2 separate regions of the Sus scrofa genome follow, and region 1 is linked to region 2. Evidence: chromatin contacts called from public Hi-C data. All regions are on one chromosome and are shown on one strand. The core of a region is the stretch at or near the end of the contact, and the rest is flanking DNA. Distances in the headings are between cores, read along the strand shown.

Region 1 (6,733 bases), core at 932-3,431, 200 kb after region 2:
AACTTTTAAAAAATCCTTAGTTTTTCATTAAAAAAATGAAGCATGAAAATAAATTGATTTCATTAGACCAAAACAAGCTTAAGGAGAACAAATTAGTTTTATAATAAAGACAGGAATTGATGAATTTCAAAACAGAAAAAAAGAGAATTTGTAAATCCCAAAGATACCAACTTCTAATAAATCTAATTGAGAGAAGAAAAAAAAACCCAAGAAAACACGAAATTAGAAATTTTAAGGGGATATACCTACTGATTCTGAGGATGTTTTAATAAATAAAAGAGAAGCTTAACTTTTTTTTGGAAGATCATTGGAGAACCTTCTTCAGCACATATTAAAATGTTTTATAAAACTAAGGCAATTAAATCCCTGTGTCATTACTGAAAAATCAGTAATAACAGATCAGTGAAACCTATGGAAATCTCTGAAATAAATCCTAGTATGTGAGAACCCAATATTTGAGAAAGAAACCAATGAGGAAGTGATTGATTATTCAATAAATGTTAATGGGGAGATTGGATACTTGGGTGAAAAATCAAATTAGAATCCACCTCTTACCAGCCACCAAAACAAATTCCAGGTGGATTAAAGAGTCAGATAGAAAAGAAGAAACCATGAAGAAGCTCCAGAAAACAAAGTGAATATTTAGTCAGCTCCAGAAAACAAGTGAATATTTAGGCATAAAATTTCAGAAGAGAAGAAATGTGAAGGAAAAGACTGGTGTATCTGATTACGCCGCAGTTTTAGATTTTCTATCCTTCAAAAATATGAATTTATTTAAAAAGCACCTATTACACTGGGAAAAATATTTGCAGCAAACATGACAAGTGGCAAATATCCCTATTGTTCGAAGCAGTCTTAGTTACCAAAAAACCCCCCAAAAACGCATCTCCTCGGTTAGAAATAGGCTAAAAATAAAAACAGACAACCACAAAGGAAGAAATACAAATAGCCAATAAAATGAAAAACAGCCTTTCGAATCCAACAACTACAAATTAAAACTACAAGAATTGCTTTTTCTCCTATGGAATTGACAAAAAATTAAATAAATGTAATTCAAGGCCAGAGAAAGTTGTTATTGGTGGCGGTGGAGTGGTTGGGTAGTTTTCTCTCATCCTGATGGCAAGAGGGAAAATTTGTACCACCTTTCTGGAAAACAATTTAACAGTATGTCAGGGGAGCTTTTACAAGATCATAACTTTAGCCAGGAATTCGCCTTCTAGGAAGCTATTCTAATGGAATAATCAATTTATGTCAAGATTCTTCAGCATGATGTGTTCTGCAGTAGTGGAGAATCAGAAAGCAAGTAGGTGTCCAGCATTTTCAACAGTTAAATAAATCATATCCCACCCATATGATGGGTAGTTAGGCAACAATTTTTTAAAAATCATCTCTCGAAGACTATAATAGGGTAGGAAAATAGTTATGATGCAATTTTTTTAAAAGGTACACAAAAGTATTTTCGATGAGAACGCATGACTTCATATATATGTATTATTATTATTATTTTTAATGTAAAGAGGGAGCATTTTGTATTTTCTCCTTCCACAAAACCCCTCTTATCTTCCACAGGAACTCGTATGTTATATCTACAGGGTTTGGAAAGTGAAGTTGAATGGCTCATCAGGTTTTACATATAATTTTCTCAGAAAAGCACAGTAAAAGCCCCTTCCTAAAGGGTTCCCCTTCAGACCTAGCAGCCAGTGGCCTTAGTGGACAAGGCAGCTGGACGACAGGCGCCTAGGCTGGGGTCCTACCTCTGGGAGATGGCGGTGAGGGTGAGGGGCCCCTCTGTGGCCGCAGGGTGACTATGGGAGGACCTAGAACCAGTGTCCAGGAAGGTGGACTTCCGCAGGTGAGGTGTGATCTGAGGCACGGCTGCATTAGCGCTTTAGCACTCATTCTGGGCGGGCCAGGCTCGTGCCAGGCTCTGGGGACCCAGCAATGACTCCTCTGGGCTCTGGGCGGGAAGAACCTCCATTCAGCAGGTGGTTCCCGCAAGGCCAAGGCCTTTGCGAGGAGATTGGCGCCAGAACGGGCGGGGGCGGGGCTCGCTCCCCCAGGGAGCGCGGGCCGGCGGGGGAGTGGGAACCGGCGGGGGGCGGGGTCTCATGGAGAGGGGCGGGCCACGGGGGAGGAGCCAGTCGACCGCTCCAGGCTCTGCCAGAGTTTAGGGTGAACCCTGCTGTTGGTGCCTGGTTGCCTAGAATAAACTTCAGCGGGACAGGGTCCTCTGCCCCAGGGTTGCCTCTCCGAGCGTCCCAGTCTTATTTCATGCGCATGCGCGTGTTTTACTTTTCCCCCATCGTCACTCCCTCACAGCCCGCTGCGCTTTCCCATCCAACAATTCTTTTCTCTTTCTTATGGGCAGTGTTTTGTGCCCTTTGACAACGAAACATGGAAATGGTTAAATTGGGACTGGTTCTTTTCATGCTTTTGTTTATATTAAAATATTCTTCAGAAATGATAAAAAACGAATAACACCTCTTAGGAGAATCAAAAAATTAGAAAAATGCCCATAAAATTAGCAATCCGAAACACTAAGTTAGGGACGGTGAGGGTACAAAGTAAACTCCGTACTGCCCTGAGAAACAAAACCATTCCATTTTTCTGAGTTAACCCCCGCATTACTCCAGCCTGTATTACATCAAGCACTAGGTTTTCCTGAATTCTCTGCTGGAGGTGGCCTTTTTGCCTCCAGGAATTTTGCCTAAGGTAGACCCAGCAAAGAACAGGGCTCTTTCTCCAGCTGGGAAGGATCATCCCAACTTTCTCAATGGGATCTGAGTGAGACTGAAGCAATATGGAAAGGGGCCAGAATGACCATCTTCATGAGTCCATCAAGGATGGTGCATGGCTAGTACCATGTTCGCAGTGTAGGAGGGAAGTTGCTTGTTTTTTGTTTTTGTTTTTGTTTTTGTTTTCTTTTTTCGGGGGCTGCACCTGCAGCATATGGAAGTTCCCAAGCAAGGGGTTGAATCAGAGCTGCAGCTGCCGGCCTATGCCACAGCCACAGCAGTGCAGGATCCGAGCCACATCTGCAACCTACACCACAGCTCACAGCAACACCGGATCCTTAACCCACTGAGCGAGGCCAGGGATCGAACCCACCTCCTTGTGGATACTTGTTGGGCCTGTTACGGGAAATCCTGGAAGTTGCTTGTTTCTTATCATCGATGCCTGAGGGCCTCCAGGCTTAATTCACACTCCCTGAGATCTGCTGAAAAAGACTGCAGGACTGGGAGGAGACAATGCCAAAAATCTTACAAGGGTGGGAATCCTTGGAGGGAACCAAGGTGAGGAAAAGGGAGGGGGTTCCTGTCAGCCACGTCAGCCACATCTATTTGTGGGCTGACATTAGTCAAGACAGGAAATCCACATTCTGTCAACTTTTCCATTTTTCAACTCTGGGGCGGTTTTGTTTGCCCCTGGTGACCTCCAGTGCAGGTACCCACCAGTAAGAGACTGGACCCTCTCCCCCCAGGCCTTCTCCATGTGTTCCGTGACCTACGAGACATCCTGTGTGTGCTCCTTGCCATCCTGTGCTTGCTGCCCCACTTCACTGCGGGCATGGCTGCAGCGACCCAGGCTGATGTGGGACCCTGCATTCCCATTCTCATGGTATAGACACTGGAGGATTTTTTCATGAGATTTTCTCCTTACCTTTAATACAGGCTCCTCCAACCCATGAACCTTGCCATGTATCCCCCAGAGGCAGAGCTGGGAGGAAATACGAGTGAGACACGCTATACTGCAAATGGCACCTCACTGAGCATCCTGAGCCCCACCCCCACCCTGCCTAAATGCCTGCTTCCCTCCTCTGTGCTCTGCCCAAGAGTTTTGGGGCAACCAGGTCCCCTTGGGAGTAGTGACCTAGGGAACCCACCAACCCTAACACACCTGGTCATTTTGTTTTCCCAAGAAGCTTATGGGAGCTGCCTGCCAACAAAGACCCTGCAGGCTGGCCCAGACAGGCCCAGCCATGCTGAGAAGGGCCAGATGGGCTCAACACCCCCACAATAGAGGGGGCACAGAGCCTCGTGAGTAAAACTCCTTTTGGAAATTTGAAACACGTTTCAGCTGAAACCAACACATCCAGTGACACAGTGGCGACAGAGTCCAGAGGCTGGATACAGCCCAAACTCGGGGTTAAAAGACAGTTTGTCTCGAAGTTCCTGCTGTGGTACAACAGGATTTGTAGCATCTTGAGAGTGCGCTGGGACACAGGTTTGATCCCTGACCCGGCACCGTGGATTAAGGATCTGGCGTTGCTGCGGCTGCAGCTTAGGTCACAACCGTGGCTGGGATCTGTTCCCTGGCCCGGGAACTCCATATGTCATGGGACAGCCCAAAAAGACCGTTTGGCTCCTGGTTCCACTGTTTACTTTGTACTTTGTACATGCACTTAATCTTGCCAGTCATACAGCCTCTACGGAACACGCTCTGGGACAGGGAGCTCATCACTTTAAAAGAGACGGCCATGTTCCATCCATTGCCTGGCCAGGCGCCAGCTCCTCTGGACCTTAGGATCATATCTTCTTAAAGTTAAACTCCTCAGTGGTATCTGACTTGGGTCCTCACTCTGTTTCCTGTATCTGCATTAAAATTCTAGCCATGTAAACGGGTGGTTAAACTATTGCCATCTAGGCTGATCTGGGCTTAGATTCTTGCTCGAGCTTAGAGCCCTTGACCTCTGGCACGTTAGCCTTAGGACATCCGAAAAATGAGGTAATTCACAAAAGCCCTGCATGGGGGACAAAGCGTCAAGTACCCGCGGAGCAAAGCCAGTGAAGCAGCCTGGTCTTCCTTCCTCCACTGAAGACCCCTTAAATGTTGAGAACAGATTTCATCATCTTCTCTCCAGTGGTCCCTGATCCTTCAGCAAGACATCTGAGGACTTGGTCCTGATCAGACACCAGTTTCTTGCTCACTCTTCTCCTTAGTCATCTGCATCCCCGCAAAGTGGAGGCCCCAGGCTGAACATAATGCCCCACGTATTAGGCAACCTCCCATTTTCTTGGCATTATTCTTTCTCCTTTTAACACAGCTTGGAGAGGGGCCCCTGGGTAGGGCAGGCATCTCCCAGAACAGCTTATAATGACCTAGGAATGAGGGAGGGAGACATAGGGCACACCTCTCTTTAGGTTTGGCACTACAGCCGCTTACTCTGTTGTTAATGTTCCCTCACCCCAACCGAACAGGCCTTGCTTAGCCTGGGCCCTGGGACCAGAACCCCCGCACCTGCAGCCCACTCCCTGAGACAGCCATAGCTGAGTTAAGGCCAGAGGGTGTTAGGCCACGTGGGGGACTAGGTAGCTCTCTCAGTGTCAAGAGGCTCAGGTCCTGCTTCCAGCTTTAGCAAGAGGCTGGGGGGTCTGGCCGGAGGGCCCATTTCTGTGCCTTCATTTTCCGCTGATAAAAGCAGTGGTTTCTCCTGCCCAGGCAGATGTTTCAATAAGGGTTGCTTAGGTGTCGCACCCACGCCCCCGCTCTCTGGACCCATTCCACGCGGGTCTTCTCCACGCCCTCCTTTTCCTCCATCAGATCCGCTTCCTTTAGCTGGACATTCTCCATCCTCTGGCATCTTTCTGTATCAAGCTTGCCCCTAGAGAAGGCATCCACACTCACGAGAAAGCATCCTCACCTCCTAAGTCCCAGTGTTGAGCCAAGCCTTTCCCCTGAGCTGTAAGGCTCCATTACAAGTGGCTCGCTAAGTAAGATTTATGCTAATAGTTACTGAGCTCGACTCTGCACCAGGCACTGTATTAGCAATTAAATATATCTCAGAGAGTAAAACGCAGGTGATTTTTTCCCTCGTGGGGTTTAGCGTCTCCTGGGAGGGCGGTAGACCAGTAAGGTCGCAATGATTTAAAAACAACAACAACAACAGGGGGGGGGGGCAGTTCCTTTGTGGCTCGGAGTTAAGCATCTGACAGGTGTCTCGGGGGTAGGTTAGCTCCATGGCCAGGGAACTTCCACATGCCATGAGTATGGCCAATGAACAGACACTAAAAAGTAATGGGGTTGGAGGGAATCCTACAGCTGGGACCTGCTTGGAAGGTTTCTCTCTAGAGAGGTTGTTTCAATGGAGACCTGAAAGATAGGAAGGAATGAATCATTTACAGACTAAGGGGGTGGACTTTCCAAGAAGAGGGAACAGGAGTTCCCGTTGTGGCGCAGTGGTTGACGAATCCGAATGGGAACCATGAGGTTGTGGCTTCAGTCCCTGGCCTTGCTCAGTGGGTTAGGGACCCGGTGTTGCCGTGAGCTGTGGTGTAGGTCGCAGATGTGGCTCGGATCCCGCATTGCTGTGGCTCTGGCGTAGGCTGGTGGCTACAGCTCCAATTCGACCCCTAGCTTGGGAACCTCCATATGCCAAGGGAGCGGCCCAAGAAATGGCAAAAAGACAACAACCAAAAAAAAAAAAAAAAAAAGAAGAAGAAGAAGAAGAGGGAACAGCATGTATGAAGGCCTTAAGCTGGCGAGGCGAGGAGCACTGTGTGTGGAGTCCCTGCAAGGAGAGTAGTGTGTGTGGGCATGTGATTGGTGGGGCCTGAGCTGCAGAGGGGGCTCTGGGGGCCATGTGAAGGGGTTGAAGGCAAGGGCAGTGGGAAGCCTCTGAAGAGTTTTTCTGTTTTGTTTTAATTTTTTAAATTATAGTTGATTTACAGTGTTGTGCCAAATTCTGCTCTTCACCAAAGTGACTCAGTCATATATATATATATATATAGTCCTA
Region 2 (7,028 bases), core at 9-2,508:
ATGACTTTGAGGACTTCATCTTCAGCCACTTCTTTGGAGACAAAGCCCTAAAGAAGAGGTGGGCAGCCCTGGGGGGATTGGGTCAGTGGGACGGGGCTGGAGGCCGGAGGTAGTGGTGGGCCTGAGTTGGGGATCTTCAGTTTGAGGTTTGAGCTCTGCTTTTTGGTCTCCCCTCCCCCTACCAGTCGATACTGGCTTCGCTTGGGGGCAGGAAGCTATCTGCTCACCCCAGAGTGGTCCTGGGGAGTTCCCTGTTGGGCTAGGGGAAATTTCCCTCCCAAGTTGCCCTGTACTGCCCATTCCTGCATAGCCCCGGGAGCATGCGTCCCACCTTCCTGCCCAACTTTAGCCTTTGTCCCCAGAGATCTTGTCTGGCCACAGGCCCCTCTCCGCCACGTGATTGATGGTGGCTGCCTGTGTTGCCTGCCTCAGGAGGAATAAGGTCCCCTCTCAAGGAGGCCCTTATCGCATTGTTTTCTAAAGGCCTCTTCCTGCCCCCGCCCCATGCCTCCCCACAGGTCTGGGAAGAAGGACAAACATTTGCGGAACCCCAGAGTTGTGGGGCCCAGGGAGGAGCACAGCCACCACCGCCGAGGCTGAGGCCCCCTGTGTTATCTGTCCTCTGGGAACCGTTAAACTGCCACCTCCCCCAGCTGCCCTGGCTCTTTCGGTGTCCTTGGATCTCCTTCACAGAGGAGAGCAAAGAAATCACCCAGCCCTGCACGGATACCACTTTCGCTAAGGAAAAAACCTTAGCTGGACCGGCCTTGCTGTCTATGCAAATGCATGCAAATGCTCAGGGCCCTGGGCCTGGACTCTTGCAGCCTGATTGTGTGAAGTGGGGGGTGGGGGTAGAGGAGTGGGGGCGATTCTGATTCTGAAGCCAAAGAGCTTTCCTCCTCCTGTGTGTGTGTGTGGGGGGGGCAGCCCAGAGTGGGCCCCTTGGCTGTACCCATTGACCTGTGCCCCCTGGGACTTGACTCGCCTTGCTGGCTGGAGGCCCAGCATCAGGGCTTCCCCTGGGGTTTTGTGAGATTTGGAAAGAGCTCTCCCCTGGGGGAAGAAGTCCCCCTTTTGGCCCAGTTCTTCACGTGGCCTCACCTCCCCATGTGAACTGTAGACTCAGATCCCAGTAAAATGCTCTTGGAGCTGTGACACTGTGTGTGGGCGCCGTCACTTGGGACACCAACGCCCACCACCTCGTAGGCACTGGTACTCACCTCCCATATACTCCTCTCCCTGTCACCTCCCCCTCTCTGCAAGCCTCAGGCCCTCTGGGCTGGAACTCTGCATTTTGCTCACAGCTGCCTTGGCTGCACCCCTGGGAGATGTAGACATAGCGACGTAGCAACATAGCGAGTGGGTTTTGGAGTCTGAGCCTCTGGCTCAAGTCCAGGCTGAGTGATTGTGGGCAAGTTAATCTCTGGGAGCCTTGGGTTTCTACTCCTCAAAAAAGGAGATTGAGGGGCTGGGGGAAGAGATTAAATAAAACAACATAAACAAAATGCCTGTCCCGTATTTCGCTCCCTTGTGGGTGTGGAGGACGGAGGAGAGGGAGCCCCACCCCCACCCCTTCTGGCTTCTGGGTTGGGGAGGGGAGGGAACCACTAGGTGGCGCCCTGGCTCCACATTTGCTCCGGACTCCACTGCCTGACCACTCCGGACCCCAAATCTTAGACCCCACCCCACCGGCTTGGCCCTACTCTCTAGCTTGCTCTCCCAGACCCCCGTGGGCTGCTCTTTAGGAAGGCCTTTTGTGTTTTTGTTTTTGTCTTTTTTTTTTTTTAGGGCCACCAGTGCAGCATATGGATCCAATCGGAGCTGCAGCTGCTGGCCCACCCCACAGCTCACAGCAATGCTGGATCCTTAACCCACTGAGCAAGGTCAGGGATCGAACCCGCAGCCTCGTGGTTCCTAGTGGTTCCTAGTTGAATTCGTTTCTGTGGTGCCACGACGAGAACACCCCTGACTGGCCTTCGTGATTGGCCTGGAAATCCCCTTGGGAGCACAGGGGACAGAAGGACGGTGGGACTTCAGGCCAGGTCAGAGGAGTGTTAGTAAAGCTGAAGGGGCCTGCCCACCAGGAGGCTATAGTTGGCAGCAGGTGCTTCTGTAAACACTCTGACTGATGGGCCGCTCACTGTTGAAGGGATTTCAATGTATTAGCTCTTTCAATTCAGCCATGAGGTGAGGTGGGGCGGGGCAGCCTGGGGATGGAACAGGGTCCACTCATTCCCACAAACATTTACAATCTATTGCGTACCAGAAGCCACGAGGCACTGAGGTTACGGAGGTGTGTTAAGGGCTTAGAGGCCCATGGAGCCTGCTTTCTGCAGCACAGGGGCCTGCAGTTAGACCAAAGGAGAAACTTCCTTCTAGGCAGAGGGTCAAGGAAAGGGGCTAGAGGGGATTTAGGAAAGGAGTCATTTGTTTCTGGAGTGGGGGTTGGGAGGAGCTGGCCAAAGGCCAGGATCTGGATTTGACCTCCTGGCTCTGTGAGCCCTTGTGCACAGGAGGAAGCCTGTTTTATGCTGTTCACTCTCTTCACCCGCAGGTGCTCAGAATTCGTGCCGCCCGAGCAGCTGAAAGGGACACTTGAGTCTCCAGGAGAGGGATTCAGGCTGGGTGGTTGGCAGCATTCCGTGTCCTGGGGAGGGGGGCTGGGCTTGAGGCAGGGGACACAAGCTGGCCCCCCGGGGTTCCTGTAGGGTGTGGGCCGCTTGGGGCTTTTCTGTTTCGTTTCTAGGGCTCATTTCCTTCGTTTGCATAACTAACGCTCAGGAAGGCTAGGAAGTCCCCCCCAAGCCCTCTCCTTTTTCTTACCCGCTCAGGAAGTAGATCTGCTGAGCCGGAGGTTTCTGAAACTGCTGAATCAGGGAGAAAAAGCCAGGAATCCAAGGGGGATTTGGAGGAGGGGCCAGGACACCAGGGACAGTGGCCATTCTGGTTACCCTCTCTCAGGTGCCCTTGGGAGGGGAGCCTCATGCCCTTTGTAGGTCTCCATCACACCCATGTGCCCCCAGAAGTACTGGTAAAGGCGGGGGGTACCCCAAGTCCCAACTCACAAGACGCTCTCTGGTCATAGATGAGCCAAGGGAGGCCAGAGCTAGGGGACAGGGCTCCCTCCTTCCCACAGGGAGGGGGGACACTCCTGGCCATGCAGGGGCGGGAGGGGCCTGTGGGTACACCCAGTGGACTCTGCCACTCAGTCCTGCTCGGTCTCCAGGGCCTGGTCTGGGCCCTTCCAGTTTAAGCACTCGGCCTTTCTGCCCTTTCCTCTGGGAACCCCTCCAGCTAAGGGCTCAGCTCTGGGGTGCCTTGGGGGAGTCACCGGAGTAGGGCGTGGCCCTCTTGGGCTTTTCCTTCTCAAATCAAAAATTCTGCTTCCTTTGCGAGTTCCCTTCGTGGCTCAGTGGCTAACGAATCCAACTAGTATCCATGAGGATGCGGGTTCGATCCCTGGTCTCGCTCAGTGGGTTAAGGATCCGGCATTGCCGTGAGCTGTGTGGGTTGAAGACGTGGCTTGGATCCGGCGTGGCTGTGGCTGTGGCATAGGGTAGCAGCTACAGCTCTGATTCCACCCCTGGCCTGGGAACCTCCATGTGCCATGAGTGTGGCCCTAAAAAGAGAAAAAAAAAAAAAAATTCTGCTTCCTTTGGCCAGTCCCCCAAACTTCTTTCCCAGCTGCTCCCCCAACCCACCACTCCTCCCTCTCATCCCTGCCCCTCATTCTTCAGCCTCACCCCTTTCCCCTTGCCCTCGGCTCAGCCTCCCCTCACCAGTGCCCCTTCCAGCCCCTACCTCTTCCAGGAAGCTCCCCATCTCTCCCTGCCTTCCCAGCTCTTCCAGGCCCCAGCCTTTCCCCATGCTTTCCACTCTCACCAATCCTGGGGGGGCTGGGTGAGGTGGGGTTGGTGGCTGGGATGTATGGTGGTCTCCTTCAGGCCTGTGCCACCCCACGAGCTGCTTGAGGGTCAGAGGCATGTGTTCCTTTTGAGAACTGCTCCCAGCCCCCTGATGCTGGGCCCAAGACAGATGCAGGACTGGTGGGTTGTTGCTATGGCAACCTCCCAGGGTCACCCTGAGGCAGGGATCCCCTCTTGTTCTGGGCCACAGATGCTCCTGGTCCTTTCGCACTTCACATGCTCACAGCAGGTCTAGAAGGGACACCACAGGGTGGGGGTTGGAGGTTAGGGCCCTAAACCCAGGCCACGACAGGTCCCTCCCCTCTGCTTTCATCACTCAGTCCTCTGAGCCACAGAAGCCCCTTGTCACTAATTCTTGGTGAGTTGTGTGAGTTCCCTTTCATTCCCTATCTTTCCCTTATGGTTCCTGCCCATCTCTTTGGTAGTCTTTGGCTTCCAGAATAGGCACTGCCCACATAGAAGCAAAGCAGGCCCCTTCTCTGCTCACCTGTTTTCCTTTTTCCTGGGCCAGGTGGAGGTCCAGCCTGGGCCTCTTCAAACTAGACCTGTGGTCTGGGCCCAGAAAACTCAGCCTCCGGTCTCCACCGCTGCCCACCTGTGGGCTGCCTCGTTCCAGGGCTCGGCTTTCTCATCACTGAAGTGAGACTACAGATGCCCCCTCACGGGGTGTGGAGAGGATGGAATGAGTCACCCTAAGACAAATGAAAAGGCTTTTCAAACTGTAGGGTACTCTCAGAAATGTTTAGTTATTTTTATTTCACTTAACCTCTAAGGGGAAGCTGAGGCCTCTGTGAGCTACTGATATGCGAGCAGAGGGTGCTACTTCCCAAACCATGTAGCAGGAGCTGGCAGGGAAAAGTGCAAGTTCCAGAACTGTGCTGGGTGCTGTGGGGACCCCAGTCCTTGCCTCTGGGGCTAACTGGGTTAGTTTAACACCAAGCAGGGTTTGGTTGTCTGTTTATTTGCCGCACCACGGGCATGCAGAAGTTCCCAAGCCAGGGATCAAACCTGCACCACAGCAGTGACCTAAGCCACTGTAGTGACAGCACGGGATTCTTAACCCACTGAGCCACCAGGGAACTCCCAACACCAAGAAGAATTTTTTTTTTTTAATGTTCAGGGCTGTACCTGCAGCATATGGAAGTTCCCAGGCTAGGGGTCGAATTGGAGCTGTAGCAGTGACCTACACCACAGCTCATGGCAACGCTGGATCCTTAATCCACTGAGTGAGGCCAAGGATCAAACCCGAGTCCTCGTGGATACTAGGTTTTTTACCACTGAGCCACGACAAGAACTCCAAGAAGAGTTTAAAAATACTCGCTTGGAGTTCCCATCATGGCGTAGCGGTTAACGAATCCTACTAGGAACCATGAGGTTGCGCGTTCGATCTTTGGCCTTGCTCAGTGGGTTAAGGATCTGGCGTTGCCATGAGCTGTGGTATAGGTCGCAGATGGGGCTTGGATCCTGCGTTGCTGTGGCTGTGGTGTAGGCCGGCTGCTACAGCTCCGACTCGACCCCCAGCCTGGGAACCTCCATATGCCACGGGAAGTGGCCCTAGAAAAGGCAAAAAGACACACACACAAAAATAAAATAAAAAAATAAAAGTACTTGCTTAATGGTGCCAGGGAGGTGAAGAGGAAGGAGGGGCTAGCCTTTGAACTGGACCTTGAAGGATGGTAGAATCTGTGAAGGGGGAGGGGATTTCACCCTGGGCAGAGTTGAGACCTTGGGGGAGGATGGATCAGCCTGGCGATCAGATGGTTAAGTTCACGTTCCTGTAAGGGATCAAATTGTCCTGCAAGCCGAAGGGGGAGTTTTACTCTAGGAAATGGGGAGGCGTGCACAGAGGCATTGAGGGGCAGGGGGCCTGAAGAGGAAAATATGCTGGGTGTGGTGCAGCTGGCAGCTGGAAGGATGGAAAGATGGGAATTGGAGGTAGGTAGGAGGTGTCAGCCAGCAGCTGGAGAGAGGCTGCAGAGGCATGATTTACGGCATTGACTTAGATTGGACTGGCCTTGAATGGGACAAGGACAAGGGAGAGGGAGGAATCAAGGACACATTGAGCTTCCCTGCCCGGTGACAGGTGGATGACTGCATCCTATGCAATGCAATGCCAGGGAAGAAGGAGGAAAGGCTGACTGGTTTTGTAGGGGGCTTGGTGGGAGGTGGGGACGGGGCCGCTGCTGGGCTTGGTTGTGCAGGATCTGGGATCCATCGGGGTAGAGCCAGGCTCCCAGCAGGTCACCACTCTGCTCCACCAAGTTGCAGGTCCCCTCCTCCCAGTCCTTCCCGCCCCACCCCCGCTGCCACCCCCAATTCCTTTCCAGGGCAGGGCACCTCTGGAAAAATTCTTCCCCCTCAGTACGCTTGCCTTTACTGGGCTGGAGGGGAGGCACCCGGCAGAGGAGAGTGGCTCGGGTTATCACTGGGTGGCGGGTGGAAAGGTCATCCCTGAGGCCCTTTCCAAAGTCAAAGGGACAGGCCATCAGGCGGGGCGGGACAGGCAGAAGCCTGAGGCCACGTGGTATGAGAGGGAGGTGTCAGATGCCCCCTTTGGAAGCTCTTTGGTCCATGGGCCAAACAGACCCTCTGGAAATACTTGTTCAGTTGGAATGAGGCCTTGGGCCCTTGTAGAGGCAGCTTCAAAGGGAGGGATCAGTGTGGGAACCTCAACACAAGACCGACAGAGAAACAGGCCATCCTTCCCCTCATCTCTGAGGGCCACAAACCTTCGGAGACGCTCACTACCTTTTTTTTTTTTTTTTTTTTTTTTTTCTTTTTTGGGCCCCACCCTCAGCATATGGAGGTTCTCAGGCTACTATGGGTCAAACTGGAGCTGTAGTGCCAGCCTATGCCACATCCACAGCCACAGCCATGCGGGATCCAAGCCATGTCTGTGACCTACACCACAGCTCACAACAACACCAGATCCTTAACCCACTGAGTGAGGCCAGGGATTGAACCCGCAACCTCATGGTTCCTAGTTGGATTCGTTTCCGCTGTGCCAGGATGGGAACTCTTTCACTATTTTTTTTTTTTTTTTAAAGGCCACACCAGCAGTGTATGGAAGTTCTCGGGCCAGGGACTGAACCTGTGTCTCTG

Evidence for each region. A called contact is a pair of places that touch in the nucleus more often than the background predicts.
Region 1: a contact with region 2 is called in a Hi-C map of fetal liver, with 2.7 times the contacts expected there. The contact joins two enhancer-like sites. A contact is called at or near these places in 2 of 47 Hi-C or Micro-C datasets (epiblast stem cells and fetal liver).

What each region holds. Positions count from the first base shown.
Region 1 is chr4:95,047,855-95,054,587 of Sscrofa11.1, forward strand. All of the region lies in intron 3 of KCNN3 (potassium calcium-activated channel subfamily N member 3), which reads left to right. Among named protein-coding and RNA genes, the nearest start is that of ADAR, 100 kb to the right of the region's middle. Within about 2 kb of position 2,182, at least 19 of the 83 cell types and tissues checked have an H3K27ac peak or open chromatin away from gene starts, as enhancers often do. A contact at or near this core is called in epiblast stem cells and fetal liver, where this site is marked.
Region 2 is chr4:94,846,148-94,853,175 of Sscrofa11.1, forward strand. PBXIP1 (pre-B-cell leukemia transcription factor-interacting protein 1) reads left to right here. Exons shown (of 11, transcript XM_021089739.1): 10 at 1-58; 11 at 519-1,505. The coding sequence ends at 600. Among named protein-coding and RNA genes, the nearest start is that of PMVK, 12 kb to the right of the region's middle. Within about 2 kb of position 1,259, at least 36 of the 83 cell types and tissues checked have an H3K27ac peak or open chromatin away from gene starts, as enhancers often do. A contact at or near this core is called in epiblast stem cells and fetal liver, where this site is marked.